2 separate regions of the Canis lupus genome follow, and region 2 is linked to region 1. The links are chromatin contacts, called in public Hi-C maps. All regions are on one chromosome and are shown on one strand. Each heading gives the region's core, a stretch centred on a gene start, on an enhancer-like site or on the middle of the called end of the contact. The rest is flanking DNA. Distances are from core to core; before and after follow the strand shown.

What was found. A called contact is a pair of places that touch in the nucleus more often than the background predicts.
Region 2: a contact with region 1 is called in a Hi-C map of amygdala, with 2.1 times the contacts expected there. The contact joins two enhancer-like sites. A contact is called at or near these places in 2 of 9 Hi-C or Micro-C datasets (amygdala and liver).

Annotation. Positions count from the first base shown.
Region 1 is chr4:5,395,351-5,401,715 of UU_Cfam_GSD_1.0, forward strand. It overlaps LOC111095433 (a long non-coding RNA gene), which reads right to left. Exons shown (of 4, transcript XR_005357764.1): 1 at 6,343-6,365. Among named protein-coding and RNA genes, the nearest start is that of IRF2BP2, 220 kb to the right of the region's middle. Within about 2 kb of position 2,506, at least 11 of the 20 cell types and tissues checked have an H3K27ac peak or open chromatin away from gene starts, as enhancers often do.
Region 2 is chr4:5,516,521-5,523,080 of UU_Cfam_GSD_1.0, forward strand. It overlaps LOC119871435 (a long non-coding RNA gene), which reads right to left. Exons shown (of 3, transcript XR_005357765.1): 2 at 1,928-2,090. Among named protein-coding and RNA genes, the nearest start is that of IRF2BP2, 97 kb to the right of the region's middle. Within about 2 kb of position 2,866, at least 7 of the 20 cell types and tissues checked have an H3K27ac peak or open chromatin away from gene starts, as enhancers often do.

The DNA.
Region 1 (6,365 bases), core at 1,256-3,755:
TCCTAGTGTTATGTCCTCCACGGTCCCATGCCACCTGATGGGAATAAGGGGCAGCTCCCTCCCCTAAAAGTACCAGCTCCTACTCAGTTACGGAACACAACTAATTCTTAACACTCTTCTCAGGATTACGACCCTGAATTTCACTTATGCCATTTCTTTCAATGTCCCCTGTGCTCCAAGAATTTAGGACAAAGTCCAGAGGGTGTGTGGAAAGACAGCACATACAAAAGCACTCAGCATTGCATCCTAACTTGTCCCTCTCCCTGACAACTGGCCAGTGTCTCTGTATTAAACTCACACACTCCTGCAGGCCCTTGGTGGCGGTGGGGGTGAGGGCGGGCTGGATGCGGCCTGTGCCCTCTCTTTGTGGTGGTGGCGGCTCTACTGCAGAATGGAGCATGCACTGCATTATTCCTGAATGAGTTGCAGTCCCTCTGCCCTCTGCTGAACAGGCTAGGGTGTCTTTTGACACACACTTGATACCCGGTGTGCTGTTACAAAAACAAACCAAAGGGATACGGGAGTAGAGCTGTAGAGAGGTGTTTGGGGAGACAAATGTTGACGGTGGGTCAAACTATTCCTGCTGGTCTGGCTCGCCCATCGCAGTCCTCACACAGCCTCTGAATGACTCCCCACCCTTCCAGAGTTCCACCTCCTGGCAGTCAGGCCCTCAGGAGTCGCCTCCCACACTGAATATTATGGGAATGAACTAGTCTGACCCCTGAAGCTGGGTCATAGAAGACACAGAAGCTTCTCTGCCTTGTTCTCTTGGATAAGTCCCTCTGGGAAGCCAGCTGCCACAAGAGGACACTTGTGGACAGATCCACCAACAGTTCCCCCGTAGTGACGAACTAGGTCTCCTCCCAGCAATGACTTGCCAGCGTGTGACAACGGAGCCGTCTTAGAAGCAGACCCTCCCGTCCTGGTGAAGCGTTCAGAGGACTGTTGCCTCTGCTGACGTTTTAGTGACAATCTGAGGAGAGACCCTTAACCAGAACCAATCAGCTAGGTCACTCCTGGATTTCTGACCCACAGAAATTGTAACTTAAGAAATGCCATTGATGTGTTAAGCTGCTAAGTTTAGGCTAATTTGTTACACAGCAACGGATAACTCATCCATGGTATGCACACATGGACTTATGGGCCCGTCTGGACTCTGGCACAGGTTACATTTTCCTGTGTTTTCTTCCAAGACCGTTGCCTATCTGCCTCTTTCTCCCTGTGCTGTTTCTGTTGTTGTGCAGGCGGCAGAGCGGCATTTGGTCCCTTGTGTTACTGCTATTTGGGCCACTGAGGAGGAGTCCAGGCTCGGGAGCTCATTTCACAGCGGCGCATGGTGGGGGCTGGAGGGCTTACTCTCAAAGGCCTCAGACTGTGGACAGACAGAATGGAGGGGCCGTGAAGTCAGCCAGCAGGTTGGCAGGAGGACGCACACGATAGCAGATGGGCTTCCAGAGCCCCGGCCTCAGTTCTCCCCACCTCCTCCTTGTGAAGTTTCACTTCCCACGGTGCTTCCACGGGCTGCAGGAGGCCACCTCAGGCACACAGAGAGCCTGGTCTCACGGGTACTTTTCAGGGACCAAGAACTCTGAGTTTCAACCTGGAGAAGATGGGGCTGACATATTTTGTCCACAAGTTAGCAGAGACATCCTCCACTAGAAACCCGACTTGACGAGCGTGGGGGGCCCAGCGCTTGGCACATCCAGCTAACTGGTGACTGAGGAGCCACGCTCTCCTAGCCTCTGCCCTGGTCACAGAACACCGCGGAGGGGATGGCACTGTGGGGCCCACACTTACAGAGGGACGTGGGAAAGTTGGAGTGAGTAGGGGTGACTCATGGGGCTGGTGACAAGTGAGGGAGGCTGGTGGAGCTCCGAGGACTCCTACTCTGCAAGGGAGACCCACAGACACACCATAGTCTGGACATCACCCACGGGCCCTCCCGTGCCCTCTCGCGATGGGCGGGAGGGACTCTGAGAGCCACATGTCCCGAAGAAGGACATCACAGATGCTAGGGACACCACAGCCCTCAGGGAGGGATGAACGGCTGCCCCGGAGTCGCCAGGCCCCAGCCAGATGGCTGAGATGGCGAAGCAGCCGAGGACCTCCCGGGAGGGTGGCCCACACTCCGAGAGGTGGGGCGGCCTCGGGCTGGGAGGAGGAAGGTGCTGCCCTCGGGGAGCAATGGCGCGTTCGCCTCGAATGAGGGTCCTTGGTTCCCTGGCGCTTTGGCAGAGAGCGGGGAAGACGTCGCGGTGCCCACCCCAGCGAGCCCGGCAGCTTCTTTCTGCCGCTGAGCTCGGGAACCAGGCCCGAGTCCTCCCTCCCGTGCGGTTTTTAATTAGGGAAACCGAGTGGCCTGGCCGAGGCCTGGGTGGGGGACGTGGTCGTGGACGTGGACGTGGGCGTGGACGTGAGGGACCGCTCGAGGCTCCCAGCCTGCGGCCCTCTGTCTCCAGGGCGGCCGGCGCCGGGTGGCCAGTGTCCTCGTGTCCCGCAGCCCCGGGTGGGCGGGGCGAATCTGTCCCCTGGGCTAGCCACGGAGCAAATGCAGCCTCTGCAGCCTGCCCCAGGAGCCCGAGGATGGGGCCTCCCCAGGCTCGTGCCCAGGCCCCCCGGGCTCGTCCACCCGGCAGCGGTCAGGCTGGTGGGAGCTGCAGAAACGGCGTCTCCCCTCTCCCTGCGCCCCCGCACCCCTCAGTGCTTTCCCTTGAAGTTCCAAAGGGGGAAGGAGCACATTCTTTCCTGGGGCAGCTGCTCTACTAATTTCCAGCCTGTTGTGCTCTGAGCTCATAAAGTCAGAGGAATCAAAGGGGGAGCTGCAAGTGCTCAGGCCTGCGGGGACCAGCAATGTCAGAGACGCCAGTTTGCTTTTTCCTTTCCGTGTGCGTCAGATGTGCTGGCTCATCTTGCAGAGCCTTGGCTGGCTCTTGTTCTTCCGCAAAGGAAGGTAAAACAAAGCTGTGGCCGGGGGTCCCTCAGGCGGGGAAAATATTTAAAGCTGGGGGTGACAGGCTGCCATTCCGGGTGCTCCAAGAGAAATGCAGATTCCTGAGCCAAGCTTGAGAGCCGTTGCACATTTGTAATCCGGGCAAAGCTCTCAGCACAACGGGGAAGTCAGGTCAGGTCTGGGTCTAGCTGCAGCACAGAAGGCTGGAGAGGAAATATTCTGGGATCGAGAGCCTTCTCTTTGGCTGGCGGCAGGAACATGCTGTCCATGGTTGAAGTTGCTTTGCCTGGATGCCCCAACTCAGCGGCCCATTTCTTCCCAAAGCAGGCACTGTTCCCCTTGTGGCAAAAATAGCCCCACTGCTGACTTCATCTTCTACAAATGGGCAGGAGTCCATTCACATGGGGCGATCCGTATGGGTCTCGCGGGCACCCCCGCTGCCTGTTCACCCTTGACCTTGCCCCGTCCTCCAAAGTCAGATTTAGAGGTGGGAAAAATACTTGGCAGATGGGAACATGAGAGGCTTAGCGGGAGCCTGAGGAATTGGTAGGGAAAGATTTAATTTAGTTTGCGTTTATATTTGAATGGATAATTCATTTTCTCGCTTCAAAAATCAAAACTGTGAAAAGCTTGTCTTCTAGCCCTGCTCCCATCAACCCAATCCAAGTGAACGCTTAGAGCAATTTCTTGGGCATGTTTATTGTGCCTCTGTGTGTGTGTGTGTGTGTGTGTGTGTGTGCGCGTGTAGTTTTTTTCTTTTTCTTTCCTGCCTTTACAGAAAAGGAAATGAAAATGGCTCATGAAAGAATGGAGGGATCCTCAGTCTCACTTAAGGAAGGAGAAATGCAAATTGAAACTCCAGCGGAATACCCTGGTGGCAAGGCTGCCGAAAGTTAGCATTCTACACAAACGAGCTTGGAATTTCTTCTCTTTGCTTAATTATATATCTTGGAGACCTTTCAAATCAGTGCCTAAAGAGTGTCTCCATTCATTTTTACAGCTTTATAGTGTCTTATTTATGGACACGCCATAAATTTATTTAACTAGTTTCCTATCGAGGGACCCTTGGGTTGATTCCAATCTTTTGCTACTATGAACAGTGCCAGCCCGGGACATTTCCTGCTTGTGCAGGTATGTCTGTAGGATAAATTCCAGTGAGTAGGATGGTTGGGTCAAAAAGAAGTGTGTTTTTGATATTTACAGGGCTTTCTAGATGCTCTGGATGGGGTTGTACAATATACACAGACTCTGGTAACCGAGGAGGGAACTCTTTCCCCACAGCCTCGCCACATGGACATTTCATTGCAGTTTTTTTTTTTTTTAAAGGTTTACTTACTTACTTATTTTAGAGAAAGAGCAAGAGAGAGTGAGAGAGCTCACTGAGAGAGGTGAGGGGCAGAGGGAAAGAATCTTTCAAGCCGACTCCCTGCTGAACACGGAGTCCACCTGGGGCTCCACCCTGAGATCATGACCTGAGCCAAAATCAAGAGTTGTCGCTTAACTGACTGAGCCACCCAGGTGCCCCTCATTGCAATTTTAATCTGCATTCTTCTTATAACAGTGAGACAGCATCATTCCACTCATTTAAGAGCCACTTTGCATTTCCTTTTCCATGAACTGCCTCTGCGTATCTTGTGCCCATCTAAGCAAAAATTGTCTTGTTGTCTTGATCTTTTTCCTTAATCATTTCTAGGAACTCTTTTCCTGGCAAGAAAAGATCAGCTCTCTGTGTAAGAGTTGCAAATATTTACCCCACATTGTTGTTTTTTATTTTGCTTATGTTGTGTATGTCTAAGTTTAAAAAATTAGGTGGTAGGATACTGTAATCTTTAAAAAAATTTTTTTCATGGATTCTGGATAAAGGAAAGGCTCTCCGTTCTTTAGGGTTCTATAAGAATTTGCCACGTTTCCTTCTAGTACTTTTATGGTTTCATTTTTTAAAAATCTTTCTCTCTTTCATCCATTTGGAGTTGATGCTGTGTCAAAATAGGAGGTAAGGTATGGTGTGCTTAATTCTTTTTCAGTTGTGTTGATACCATTTACTGGCCTATTGCTCAATGATTAGACATGTCATCTTTGTAATTTACTAAATTTCTGACCAGAACTGGGTCTATTTCTAGTTTGTTCTACTGACTGGACTGTCTGTCCATTAGCTGGTACAGTGCTATTTTCCTTATTGAGACTTTATGGCATGCTTCGACATGGGAGGTGGTTGTTCCTTCTCCTTCCTTTTTTCCTTTTTTGTTCTCTTTTTTCTTTTCCTGTGTATTCTTGATTGCTTAATTTGCCATATGAACTTTAAAATCTGCTTATTTAGTTAAAACAAAGCAGATATTTGCATTGAAATCACATTGTTTATATATTAACATAAGTGACACGATAATGTTAATTATGAAGATATTGACATGATTGTGAATTGACATGGTAATGAATTTTCCTGAACGTAGTGTGTTTCCATTGGTTCTACTCTCCTTTGGCTTTTTAAAAAACTATTTATTATAATAATAATAATAATTATTATTATTATTACTATTTTTATTTGACAGAGAGCAAGAGCGAGAAAGAGAGAGCACAAGCAGGTGGAGCAGCAGGCAGAGGGAGAAGCAGACTCCTCTTGGAGCAGGAAGCCTGATGTGGGGCTCCATCCCAGGACCCTGGGACCTGAGCCAAAGGCAGATGCTTAATATACTGAGCCACCCAGATGCCCCTGCATTTTTTTAAAGCAGACTCCACACCCAGCACGGAGCCCAATGCAGGGCTCAAACTCACAACTGTGAGATCAAAACCTAAGCCCAGATCAAGAGTTGGACACTCAACCAACTGAACCCTCCAGGCACCCTTCTTCTTTAGCATTTATTAAAGGTCTTTTTCTGAAACATTTTGCAGAAATTATTAAGTTTTTTGCAGATATTTTGTTGTGTTGCTATTGTAAAAAAAAAGCCAACTCTTGAAGGATATCCAATTTTTCTGTTATTTAGTATGTTAGTTGTATACCAAGCTACATTAATGAACTCATTGTTTGTAGTTTCTTTTTCCAGAAAACCTTTAATTTAAAGAATAACAATGTTATTTGGGAAATTATCCAAAATGGATGTTTTAGCAATCACAAGAAGGCAGCCACAAATGGGTTTGGGGAAAGCCATAATTGGGGTGGGAATGCTAAAGAGTGTGTCTCTTGAGACTTACTGAATTCCCTTCAGTAAGGTGGAACTGGGGGAATGAAATCCAATTTCAGAACTCCATTTTAGACCAAGATTTAAAAGATGTAAAAGCAGAACCAGTTACCTGGAAATAAATTTGTGATGAACTCGTATGTGGCGATATTCCTTCAAGCCTCAAAGCACAGAAGGAGAATGCCCAAGGCTGATTGCAGTGAGATGCAAGGTTCTTACCTGCTACAAAACTGGTGACTACA
Region 2 (6,560 bases), core at 1,616-4,115, 120 kb after region 1:
TCCCAACCCAGGCCCAAAGCAATGGGTGATGAAATAGGCTGGGTCAAGGATGGGGCTCATTCAAGGTTGACTCAGGGAGGGCCCAGTGGAGAAGCAATGTTTCTATCCCTTCGCTCCCACCTCCTGCTCTGTTTTTGCTGAGTTCTGTGAAGTTACAAACAATGGTTTGGGGTCAATCCAACTCACCTCCTTTCTACCATTTTCCTTCCCCTAAGATTAACTACCCATGCCTCTGGTCTGTGCCTTACAGAGCATGAGAAAGGCATTCAGCAGCTCTGAAAGAGTTGGTCCCTACAGAAAAAGTTATGCGTAAATGCCACCAAAATCTGAATATGACGAGGTTATTATTGTGATGGCATGTTTTTTAGGAGACTCATTTGCTGGGGTAGCCTAGGGCTTGGATGATTTCATCTCTGTGTCGCTTTGCTTTGCCTGCTCTTGCTTTCTAAAATAGTGTCTCTCTTTATTTCTTAAATAAGCTGTCTATTCATATGATCACGATTTAAAATATTTCAAAGAATTTATTATGAACAGTCTCCCTCCCACTCCTCTGCCCCACACAGCCATTCCCCTTCTGAGAGCCAACCAATATCATTAGTTCCCATCGGGGACATTTCAAGTGTGCACAAGCAAAACACATGTGTGTTTTTTCTTTTCTTTTTCCTTTTAATATTAAGTCCTAAAAATCAGGGTTTCAGGGTTTAGAAGATCCCACCCAATGAATATCCCCTGACTTGTTTTGTATCCAGCTTATTTTATTAATGAAGTCTATGCTTTATTCAAGTATCTGTGTAGGGATCAAATAAGTAAGTTCTTGGGTGATCACAGGCTTCTTCTTCTTCTTCTTCTTTTGATTTTAAGAATCACCTTCCTTCCCTGTCTATTCCCAGAATGACAGAGAAGGGACACAGAGAGCCAGGTTGTGTTTGTTCCTTGCTGCCTGGCAAGGAGCAGGTGCTCATAGTGTTTGCCAGGTGAAGATGGCAGGAGAGGGGAAGAAGGCCATCACAGGCCTAGAGCCCACTCCTTTGGAGAATTGGGATCTGCCTGACAAGCTCCAGTGGTGGAGAGAGTGCTGGCTGCCTTTCTCAGGGGAGCGGGGGTGCTCTGCTGCCTCTTGTCCTCCTTCAAGAAGGAGAAAACCTACCGTCTCCAGGCAGCGTTGGGGATGGGGGTGGGAAGGAAGGAGAGAATCGACCAGACTGCTTATTTGACTTTAACCGACTCCATCCGTATTTCAGTCAAAGCTGCTCAAAATGGCTCTTGTGGGCAGACAGGGCCTGAGTCAGCCAGTCAATAACACTCATCGAGTGTTCCCTCGGTACAGAGCCCAGAGCCCAGAGCCCAGTGCTGTGGAACGGGAAACCAGAGGTGTGCAGTTCAGGTCTTGTCTGAGTTATTGAGAATCAGAGGAAAACAGAGAGAGGACAGATGCGCCCGAGAAGGACTCGGGGGCCCATTAGCATGCACACAGAAACCGGGACAGATGAACACGCAGGACCCTTCTCTTGGCTCAATTTCTGAGAAGGGAGCAAAGACCCTCAGTTGCCCACCCACGTGTCCAGGCCACAGGGGTCACCATCCGCTGGAGCAGTGCTCCAGGACCCAGGCTTTGCAGACAGGGACCTGGGTTGGGATGTCCCTCCGCACTGCTGGATGTGCTGCCTTGGTGTGCTTCTAAGGCAGTCCAAACCTGTTTCCTTATTTGTGACTACCCCCATGCCTTACAATTGAGGTGAAATAAGAAATTGGATCCAAAATGTCTTCTGGGAGCAAGCACAGGGTGGGCACTCAGTGATTGGCAATATTTATTACTATTCTTACAATCATTCTAGAATCTCCCCCTCTGGAAATCTGTATGAAAGGGTTTCATGCTTCTATTGCCCCCTCTCTGGCTGGCGAATCTTTTCCCTTTTTCCTGTCTTACCTCTGAGCCTAGTCCACTGGCCCTCAGCCCCTTCAGGGCTGCCCAGCAGTGAGGCCAGGACTGGGTGAGATCCATCCTCAGGGACGGTGACCCGTGTTGGCGCTGCTGGGCCAAGTCAAACAAGAGGATCCTTGCTGCATGTTCTGTCCCTGGAGCTACTGGGCTGAGGGAGAAAGCCAGGATGAGAAGCCAGAAGATGGAGCCAAAGGTTAGATGCCAGAACGCAGCCAGGCTCTGTATGGGGAGCTGGACAGGCCAATGGCAGGTAGGATTGGGAAGCCAAGAAATAACCATGTGGTGCATGCTATGCTGGGTCAAGCGAGAGAAGCTTCTGGCAAGGTGTATCTTTTCTGTGAGGCCATTTAAAGCCAGAAATGACATAGGGGTCTTCTTTAGTTGGATTTAATCAAGCTCTGCGGTGGGAGAGCTCGGGAGGATGGCACATGGGGGAGGGCACCACCTGGATCAGTTGACCAGAATCCCAGCATGCCATACCCAGAACAGATTGGAACATTGCCACGGGTTGTGCTAGAGCCCCTGTGGCAGTAACAGCCCAGTAGAGGCCACTGTCAGAGCTCTCTCTCTTGCTGGGACCTAGAACATACCTCTGAACCAGGCTTCTGCCTCCTCTTGGCCTCCCCCACCCCCACATCTTCTTCACACAACCACCAAAGTGATGGCAAAACCTTATAGACCAAACCCATTACAGCCCTTGAGGCCCTCTAATCCAACGATTGGTTTTAATCCTCTCCAGAATGTATATTGGAAGTCCTGCAGGCTCCCTACCTTCCTCCCAAGTCACCTTTGCTCTGTTTTACAGACAGTAGACTCATTCCTGCCCTGAGGCCTTGACCCAACAGCTCCCTTCTCTAGGAATGCTGCTCCCCAGATCTTGCAGAGCTGGCTCCCTCCTCCATCCAGAACTAAAGGTCATCTCTCCAGAGGCCTTTGCTGCCTGCCCAGGTGTTTTTTCATCCTGCTTTAGTCCTCTGAAGAGTGGTTATCACTGTGTGCTATTTCTCAGTTTATGTGTGGCTGTTTATCTATTCCTGGTCTCCACCCGCTAGTCTGGGAACTCCCTGGGAGTGGGCACTTTGTGATCTCTGCTCTCTCTCTCCAAGTCAAGAGAAGGGCCAGGTGGAGGCCTGTCAAGTGGAGGATGCCTCCCCATTTGAGAACTGTGGGTTGGGTTCCCAGGGAGGTTATCCTTGGTGGCTTGGAGGTGGGATAGGGATAGGATTGCATCCTCCATATCCAATGAAATACCTGAGGGCACATTTGAAAATATCAGATTTCCACAAGGGGACCTGGAGATGGAAGAAGCTGCCTAGAAGATTAGGAACTTCCAGAAAGATGCAGGAACCCAGCAGGTAGGGACGAGCCAGGGTGGAGAGGACAGCACTGTGACAGAACTGCTCCCAACAAGGCCCCTGTCTTCCCTGCTCACCAGCAGCACAGGGCTGGAGGGCTGGTGGCTCAGAGTCTCCCCTGTCCCAATACCCACTGCCATCTTAAGAGTCATGTCAAGAATGTTTTTCTATTTAAAATTTGAAATTAGGGGCACCTGGGTGGCTCGGTATTCCAGCGGCTGCCTTTGGCTCAGGTCATGATCCCAGGGTCCTGGATACAGTCCATTGTTAGGCTCCGCGTGGAGAGCCTGCTTCTCCCTCTGCCTGTGTCTCTGTCTCTCTCTGTGTGTCTCTCACAAATAAATAAATAAAATCCTTAAAAAATAAATAAATAAAATAAGATAAAATTTGAAATTACCGTTGACAATACTATTCTTCAAACTTTGTGATTGTTGCCTCTAGGGACCAGCTGGGTAACTAAATATTTTTGGGGAGTTCTAATGAATCATGACGATGTGACTATATACAAACAGGCCTGTTCTTGCATTTACTCACAAGTGATGATGCCAGAAAGAACTGTGTGTGGATTTTCATTATTTGTCACAAGTTAAGGCCGCAGGCCTGGGTCACTGTAAAACATGACTCAGCGCTGGAAACACGGTACTAGTTTTTCCCGAGTCACTCTTGTTCCTTTCCTTTTTTCCCTGCCCCTGCTGGCCTCACTGCATTCCTTTCTGATAGTGAAAGACAGATCAGTGAGGGCATCAGAGGATTTGCCTGGCAGGGTCTTTTTGTCTTCAGCTTGATCAGTAGAGCTGGGTCTCGTGAAACCGCTGGATACCTTGATTTTTCCTGGTGGCTCCTTTTGTTTTCTCTTTGGGTTTCTGGTGGCTTGGTTTTGAAACCAGGGGCAGTGTGCATGGAGAATGTGCCCTGCCTTCCACTGAGCTCCTAGCTCTGACAGCGTTTTGGAAATTGTAAAGTGCACACGTGGTAAGGAATGCTGCTGCTGGTGGATCCTTCCTCCCAGAGGCTGACGGATCCCGTGCTAGTCCATTGCCTCTCTCGTGATAAAGATGCTGGGCTTTCCTGACCATCTACTCCAGGGACTGCGTATGTCCAGGAGAGGCCAGCCTGGGGCTTCCCCTGCCCTTGCTGTTCTCTGCAAGGCACAGCAAAGAAGGCTGCCCTGGAGGGAACACATACCCCTAAGTGTCTCTCTGATCAGTGAGTCCTTGGCTCGAAAGCCCACACTGTCTGGTGCACAGGTGGCCACAATGCAGGATGGACTTCCCTACCTTTAGGTTGGATCCGGTTCCCAGAGTTCACTTAGCCAACCCACTGATTTCCATCAGTAGCCCCTAGTATAGCCTAAAATATATCTATAGCTTCTTCCCTGGGAGTCGGGCCCAGTATCTCTGGGTTTGGATGTGCCATGGAGATTCTTTCCTCACCCCCTCTACAGCCTTGGAGAAGCTGAGCCTCAGGACGGCAGAGTCTGTCCTTGCTGTCAAGCAGAGCAGGGTTGCCATGGACTGTTGTGCAGGGGAGCATGCAGTAAATGTCTCTGGGGGCCCTTGGCAAGGACCACGTTCCTGCTCAACTGCACCTGGTGAGTCCGGGCAGAACTCCTCACCGGGAGGCAAGGCACCATCCTAATCACAGGTCATACTCACAGATCAGAATTTTCCCAGAGAATCAAAGATGCTGTCTCCATCACTTTTCCTGACCCCTACTCGATTGTACTGTCCCTAAGGTCACATTTCCCTCCAGGTGACTTTGCACATAGGCAATGTTCAATAAATGTGCATAAGGTTCAAAATCCCTGCAGCCAAAGCCAGCCTATGACTTCTGCTGGAAGCATTTCGTGGACCTCACCTAAACTCCAACAGCTACAACATAGAAGTTAAGGTGATTTGTGACTTGGGGAAATAGGAGCCTGGCCCAGCGTCACCCATCCTAATCTTCGGAATGGTGTTTTTAGAGCAGGCAGGGGAGAGAGGGCATGCTCAGGGTTGAATAGACTGCTTTTATTCATTTTGCTCGGTACTTCCTGCAGTTTTATGTTATCTCACGCAGTTGCGGGGAGATGTAGGTGATATACACGTCTACCTTTTCCTGATTACATACAGTATCACTTGGCTAAAAACCTACACGGACCACTAGGATACATTCTGGCTGAACATTAGAGACTTTTCTAATTATCTTTAAAAACAAAAAAACCCAAACCAGTCCCTCCCCTGCCATTGCACATAAAATGGTATAAGTGTACAGGTTGCTGCAATAAAAGCCCCAGTTAGGTGAGTTAAATACTCCAGATTTGGACCATGACTAAACAGCACAACCGGATGGGTCACTTTCTGGTCTGCTAGCAAGGCTTCACCTCCATGGGATGGTGGACGGCGGGCTGGGCGAGCCGCTGGATTGCCGCTGCCCGGAGGCAGGGGGTAGGGGGTTGGGGATGCACGGTGGCCCTGAGACTACCTGATTTTCAGCTGCCTTTAAGGCTAAGCTTGATCGTCTGAGAAGCTATCCTGAAGTTCCAGAGTCCAGATAGCGCATCTAAGCCCAGTGCCTCTCAGAGCCTCACCCCTTCTCTGTTCAGTCTTCCAAGAAGAGATTTTTGGGACTTCCAACAAGGCACTGGGTCCTGCCAGTTTTTCCAAGGACACAGGGGAAAACAGAAATGCACCCTGGGCCCTCAAAGAGCTCACACCGTGGCTGAAAAAGCAAGATGTGCCCAGAGGCTGCCCGTCACAGCACCAGCATTTAGGGAACCCATCATAGGGACTCTTGCACCTGGATCAGATCTCCAGACACGTGTAGGACCCACGGAGACGGAGCCCTCAGTCTAGGTGCACAGACTCCGAGAATCCAGCTCATTCACTGGCAGAGTTAATAAGTGCTTTCCTTCCCCAAAATGCTGACAGGCTTCTGTGATCTGCCCTACTCATTTGGCACCGCTGTGCATTGCCACGGGTGATTGTTAAGCTTCTGCCCAGTAGCTCTCCCTTGATGGTGGAATCATCAAATGCTTTGGAGACGTCATCTACCGAAGTGCGGAAGCTGAGACAACCAGAGACATAGGAGATTTGCAAAGGGCCACCAGGCTCCCGGTTCATGCAGGGCCTTGAGAAGCCAGCCCCAGGCTGGAGGGAAAAGCACACAAGCCCTAGAGCTAAGCCTGCAGGCCCCACACTTGAGGGAGGATCACTTAGTGGCCAGGTCACCTCTAGAGCCCTGCAGCCCCTCTCTGCAGACAAGTGAGGGAAACATCCCTTTTC